Linked DNA regions of Scylla paramamosain: region 1 is linked to region 2. A link is a contact called in public Hi-C data. All regions are on one chromosome and are shown on one strand. Each heading gives the region's core, a stretch centred on a gene start, on an enhancer-like site or on the middle of the called end of the contact. The rest is flanking DNA. Distances are from core to core; before and after follow the strand shown.

The links. Hi-C and Micro-C count contacts between places; a contact is called where the count stands out from the background.
Region 1: a Hi-C map of muscle shows a contact between it and region 2, with 6 times the contacts expected there. The contact joins the promoter of LOC135112333 here to the promoter of LOC135112326 in region 2.

What each region holds. Positions count from the first base shown.
Region 1 is chr23:17,873,169-17,876,673 of ASM3559412v1, reverse strand. LOC135112333 (innexin inx2-like) reads left to right here and starts at 1,656. Exons shown (of 5, transcript XM_064026684.1): 1 at 1,656-2,139. The coding sequence starts at 1,771.
Region 2 is chr23:17,648,730-17,652,442 of ASM3559412v1, reverse strand. LOC135112326 (innexin inx1-like) reads left to right here and starts at 1,648. Exons shown (of 7, transcript XM_064026667.1): 1 at 1,648-2,183. The coding sequence starts at 1,933.

The DNA.
Region 1 (3,505 bases), core at 407-2,906, 220 kb before region 2:
GCCTCATGTCTTTTCCATGCTGCTCAAACACACTCAGTGCATTCATTACATGATAACTTTTGAGACGGGGTAGGGTGGGGCTGACGAAAGGTCGCCAGGTGGGCGGGCCGCGCCTGGCTCTCACTGCTGGCTTGGCCCAAGCCTGCCTCTTCAACACGGCGGTAAAAGTGCCTTGCAGGGACGTGGGTTATGTTAAGAGAGAGAGAGAGAGAGAGAGAGAGAGAGAGAGAGAGAGAGAGAGAGAGAGAGAGAGAGAGAGAGAGACTACACTTAAGTACGTTAGCCAAGGCCTGACAAACGTAAAAATTACGATGACTATACGAACAGTGAAAAAAGGAACCCACAAATTGGCACACAAAACACATAATTACATTGGGTAGACTATACAGATAGTAGTGCTCCTCCCTAGGAAATCAAGTGATCGAGTCATTACAGCCACGCACTGCTTCACGGCAGGACAACGACCCAACTTTCTCTTCACTCTCAGCGGCGGTTTCGAAAAAAAATCCATTTAATCCTTCATCCACCGTATAGCATGCACTACCAAGTTGTCATCAGAAGAATACACTGTCCAGCCCAACCGTTGCGAACTCAAGAGTTGGTAAATTATACAGGGCTGTGACGGTGAGGGAGGGTGAAGGGATGTGGGTGGTGGGGGGAGAGTGAGTGGGCGGGGCCTACCATGCACGGGTCAACAACTGGCTGAAAGTTTCCCCTGCTGGCACGTACATTGTAGTAAACCTGGCCCTCTGTTTACGCAGCTATGACATCAAGTTTGGTAAGAAAATTATATTATATTATCATTAGAATCCAAAAACAGTTCAGTTTATCCAGTGCGGTGTTTGTGGCTTTTAATACCTTCCCACAATATACAAGAATAATCACGGGATTAACTTTTGCTTTACCGGACTCTTCATCGCATTGTTTTATTAACAATGCCTTTATACCAATACATAATATGAATATGATATAATTAAAGCCTTCAGGCTGCTTATCTAGAAAAAATATATACTGCTAATGACCAGTTGCATAATGTGAATGGCCGTTTTGTGTAGTGTTCATATTTTGAGGAAAATAATCAGTGCGTGCGGATAAGTTCTGTCTGCTGCATTTAAGTTATCCGCGCTGGAATGGACAAGGCGGCGAGGAGCAGGCCAGCAGCAGGACAGCGGCGACTTGGCTACGTGAGCTTTCCCGCCGCCAATACTGCCGCCCGCTGCCAGATGTTAACATTTTATTGTCTTATCATTCTCGCCCGGGCCTTCTTTCGAGATAAGGGTGAATCACGGATGTTTCATAACGCTCCATCAACCAAATCCGTGAGGGTGAACCGGGGACCTACAGCTGTGTATTAATTGATGAGTACCGGCGACAGGTGACTTCCCTGTTGACCCTCAGCGGGCACCTCCCTCCCCGCCCCGCCACCCACTCACTCCCGCACCACACCTTCATTATAATTACTTGCATTCACCATATTCCTGACATACAGGTGCACAGACAGTAAATATCCTTCGATATTCATCAATAACCACTTGGTGTGAATTACAGCAGGATTAATGTGGGCACTTCCCGCTCCTCTGCCGCCGCCGCCATGAAGTGATGCCCCGCGTTCCTTGTTTTCCGGAACGGGCCTGGTGGGCGGCGCGAGGCTAGCCCGCTGATCAGCCGGGAGTGTGGCGTCAGCACCCGCAGGGATCAGTAGTGCTGCGCTGCGACTCGTTACTGAGTGGACTCTTGCTGGTGCTGTGAGTTAAGACAACACCCGGCAAAATGTATGACGTGTTCGGCTCGATACGCGGTCTGTTAAAGATCGACAGCGTCAGTATCGACAACAATATATTCCGGTTACACTACAAGGGCACCATGTTCATCCTCGTGGCCTTCAGTTTGCTCATCACGCAGAGACAGTACTTCGGCGATCCCATCGACTGCATCGTGGAGGGCGTGAGGGCAGACATCATGGACACCTACTGCTGGATCCACTCGACCTACACTATCCCTGATCTCACCGGGGCTGAGGAGGGCGTCGTGGTGCCTCACCCGGGCATCTCCAACCCGCATGTCCACGGTCCGGATAGTGAACACGAAACGAGACACCATAAATACTACCAGTGGGTCACGCTCTTCCTCTACCTGCAGGTGAGTACCGCACATCATCACCAATTATACAATATTGTGTTTGCATAAGAAGCGACGGAACTACTTAATTTGAGGCTCAGACTACTCAAATTAGTTATAAGCATCGGTAATTAGATGAATCATTTGTACTAGTTTTGCCGCTCCCAGATACCTATTAGACTACTAATTTCATTGACCAAAATGCTTGTACTGCAGAGAAATGGGGAACAAGTCAGAAATGGTGAGAGGCGTATGGAGTCCATGCATTCAGGTGTAACTACTTCTATGTAACACCCCAAATTGAAGTACACTATATAAAGAATAAATGAATAAACAAAAACAAATGTTACGTAAATTCAGCGTGTTAAATACAGAGCGGTCGTTGGTGCAGTTAATGTAGGGTCGCCTTGTTAGGACTGACGGGGGGAGCGCATTCAGATCACGCGCATCTAAATGAGAGCAACAGGCAGCCGTTACCATCCATGAAAAATAAGTTTCCTATGGTGACTCAGCTTGCAACTATAAAGCAAAAAACAAAAACAAAAAAAAAAATAAAAAAAGTGCAAAAAAAAAAAAATTTCAGTTCCACAAAACCACACACTACCCGCGACGCCCACCACCTGTTAGGTCCCAAACAAAGCACCTAGGAAGGGCGTACGCCACCCATGTGCTTCCTTAAAATGTTGTTGTTGTTATTATTATTATTATTATTATTATTATTATTATTAGTAGTAGTAGTAGTAGTAGAAGTAGTAATGCTAATTGTATCGCCGCTTTTCACGTCTTTGTTACTGTTCATGATGAGTATAGGTTATTAGGCCAGTAATGCACAATTTTTTTCCTTCGGCGTGGTTTGTGCTTTATTTATTTTAGAGCATATCATAAGGAACTTTGACCCGGCTGCCCTCGTAATTAATAATGTGTGGGCTCAATGTGAACCTTTGCCATGTTTCTCCTCTTCCCAAGTTTCCTTTGTACTGTTATACCTTTGTGAAGTTTTCTGACAAATATTCCTGCTGCGCCTTCAGGTCTCTCCAGTGGCTCTTTTATCAGTAAGTTTTGGGTTGGTACAGTTAATTCGTTTATATTTATTTATTTTTAAAATTTAAATGCTCCCAAGGATTTGGTTTCTACTAGTTTTTGTGTAGCTGACTTTTTCAAGATTTCTGTTGGTGCACCTTCAGTTTTCTAATCTTATGCCTTCCTAATGTGTCTGGATACTGCAATGCCCCTGTTCTCGTTATGCGTTCCAAGACTTAGGCGATTAAGCGACCATTTGTAAGACACCGACCATAATATTGGCTCGCTTAAATGTGTATGTTGTGTTTGGGATCTGCGGCATTAATCAGTTCGGTGCAATACGTCTGTACTACATTTCCGCCTCATA
Region 2 (3,713 bases), core at 399-2,898:
GACCATCAGTTCATGAGTTTTGAGTCAAGAGAGAGAGAGAACAGATACTACACTTTGATCTTAGCCAAAAGCCCGAGAAGCGATGAGAGAGAGAGAGAGAGAGAGAGAGAGAGAGAACAATCGTTTAGTAATAATGAAGTGATTGGTAAGTAAATATATATATTATTTTCTACGGTTTGTTTGTAAGTTAGCTTTTTCTCCCTTTTGGTTAATTTTTAACGAGATTCATCAGAAGTGACCAGAAGTGAGTTAGCGAGAAAATGAGTGTGAAAGCATGGGAGATTATGAGTGAAGAAGTGAACGACAAGATAAGGATGAAATAAAATAAACAATATAATAATAACCGTGAGTGGGATAAACAACATGAATATGAGACAAATATGAATGAATGGACGGAAATGAGTGAAACAGTGAAGGAATGAGGCAGGCAGGCAGACAGGCGGACGGAGAGACAGACAGGCAGAGGAGTTGAGCGGGTAAGAGAGGGTGGGTAGTGAGTGAATCTGTAACAGTCTGGCGCTTGTTTGCCTCGAGGGAGTGGGAGGGAGGAGGTGGAAGAGGAAATAAAGGTTAATGCCGAATGTTAATGACCTTTGTGAGATGAAGTGACAGCGTGGTAAAAAACATTAAGTACTCTAGACTTCACCACCACCACCACCAGTACTACTACTATTATCGCTGCTGCTGCTGAAACAGAGTAGTTCCTAAGATTACAAAGCTATCCAGAGTGAAAGTTGAATGCATAGAATTACAGCTTTTACTGGGCTAGGAAAACAATCACCGTGGCTGACGTGAGGCCGCGGTTTGATGTGTGTGTGTTTGTGTGTGTTTCTAATGATGCCGTGGTGTGACGATTTCTTGATATATTAATGCTGTGTTGTTTGGGGAAAATAGAATCCAGCAGGTTTTTCTCTCGATAGGTTAAGTCAGCAATGAATCAGGTGGAGTTTCTTAGAATGCTCTGCTGATGAAGAAATCCCGCCTTAGCACACAACCCCAACCCCGCCTCCCTAAACCCTCGTCTGGTCCTCCCTTCCCTCCCTTCTCTCTCTCTCTCTCTCTCTCTCCCCTCCCCTCCCTGTGTCTCCTCTTCTCCCGGGTCCTTGCCTCCTACACGAGGGCCGGTACCTAAAAATGAGGCGTTCAGGATTTTAAAGTTTTCATACACAATTGTTTGATTTAAGTCGAGCTTCTGTATTCAGCTGGGCAACTACGGTATTTTGTTGATTTCCGTTCAGTTTTTATGTTGGGATTCATGCAAACATGAGCAATTCCCTAAAATATTGAAGGATTTCGGCAGGAGGAACCCCGTGCGAGAGTAGGTCCTTAATGGGCAAAATTTCAGGCGTGCCAATGTCCATTTAAACAAAGGCCACTTATCTTTCACTTCCTGACTACAGGTGGATAATACAAAACCACCACATATTTACTGACCCACACGCGTACAGCCACACTACGAAGCACAGGGAAATAAACAGAAAAACAGCTTAGGACTTCAATGCGCTCCATGTTGGCAGCTGTGGGGGCTCATGGAAGCACCGCCCATTCTCTCAGTCTCGGATTAGAAAGGCTTGGCGCACAGCAGGAAGAGACGATCCGGGTTTCGAGTGGCGGGCGTGAGGTGACCAGCAGTGAGGGTTGAGGACGCTCCCTGGGCCAGTGTGAAGCCGAGTGGTGGGAGGGAGGTTGTGACGCTCCGCTTTGTTGGACTACCAGCAAAAGGAGAACATCCGAGGAGGATTCCTGGAGATTTACCTGTAGGAGGAAGCCGCAAAGGGAAATCTTGGTCAATATCACTCAGGAAACGGAATTGAAGGCGACTTTTGCATTGGATATTGTAAGAGCACGGAGTAGTTTTGGTTGGAATCATTTTTGAGGGACGGAAGGAATAGTTTTGGTATATTACCGGCGCAGCATTGAAGGCAGTGCAAGATGTCGGCGATCAAGTACCTGGGAGGACTGAAGGCATACCTGGCGCGGGGAGAGTGTGTCAACGAGAGCTCCATATTCCGCCTGCACTACCAATTCACGGTGGTGGTATTGATCGGCGCCTCTGTCCTGCTCACCGCTGCGGAGTTCTTCGGTAACCCCATCGACTGCATCACCAGCCTCAGCCAGGGCAACGTGATCAACACCTATTGCTGGATACACTCCACGTTCACTATACAGGACTATTACTTACGGTACGCGCTGGCTTCTCAGTGGAGTTTGTTCTGTAGTCGTAGTAGTGGTAGATGCAGCAGTAGTAGTATTGTTAGGATTCTCATTATGCAGGACTAGTATTACGTATGGTATGTCCTTGCTTCTTCAGGTTTTGTTCTGTTATTATTATTATTGGTGGTAGTAGTAGCACTAGCAACACCTTCACTGTACAAGATTATCGCTATATCTTGGCTTCTCTGGGTTTTGTTCTGTTACTAGTAGATCTTAGTATTTTTTCCCCCCCCATTGTAGGACTACGTACGGTATGTCCAGCCTTTGCTTTTTTTTTGGGGGGGAGGGGGTATTTCAGTGAAGGGGCTAAATTTTCGGTGAATTTTCGGTGCGCCGCATCCATAACTTGTATTTATTATTATTATTATTATTATTATTATTATTATTATTATTATCATCATCTATTATTATCATCTATTATCATCATCATTGATATTATTATCGTTATTTTATCCTTTATATTTTTTCGTGAACCTATTTTTACCCCGCCGCATCGCAACTTTTTCGATTTTTTCCCCCTTGAGTCTTTTTTTTTTTTTTTTTGGTGGGGGGAGGGACGGTGAAAAAAACAGGGCCATTGTATTTTATGGGTCCTTAATATATTTGTGTGTGACTGAATTTTCGTACAGCCGCAAATGTTTTGTAACGCCACATCCTGACTTGCTCATTTTATTTTTATTTTATAGTTTCGATGACCGGGAAGCATTTCATATGGACGACAAATTATTTATCTATGGCCTTGTTTATTTGTTTATTTATTTCCGTAAATAGTAGTATTTTTACACGAGCACTTTCCACATTTATCTGGTATATTTTTGCGATTTATTATTATTATTATTATTATTATTATTATTATTATTATTATTATTATTATTTATCATCATCATCATTATTATTTTATGCTTATGAATTTATGGATTTGGTAGGAATGCCATTGTTATTATTCCACTGTTTTCTCTATTCATCAAACTTGTTTTAACGATTTTATGCAGGATAATAATAATTACGTCACTAAGTAATGCTTTCGAGGCGTGCTAACTTACAGCAATACACAAGGATGCTGTAGTAATATTTGTATGCAGTACTTAATTTATTTCAATATATAACCTCCCAGAATAGGGATAATTGACAATAACTATCCTTGTATATCAGTTAGCTCAAAGTATGATCGTTATAATATAATGCAAGGGTGCTGTAGTAGTAGTATTATGCAGTACCAAGTTTATTTCAATGTATATTCCCCCAGAGTAGTGGTGATTGGCGGTAATTACCATAATGACAATACCAAGTGATTACCTAAGACGAAAAGGTCACCTCTTGTTTGGTAAGTGACCATTCGTATTGCTGAGTGTCATTTGAGAGTAGCTTAACACTCGTCGGGGTTTGAGTTGACGTAAAGAATGGGAGATTAAAGAAAAGGGGGGGGTGGGCGAAGTGTTTTGGCAGAGGAATGGTGGGTGTGCAGATAGATGGAGAGAGAGAAGACGAGGCAGGGTGAA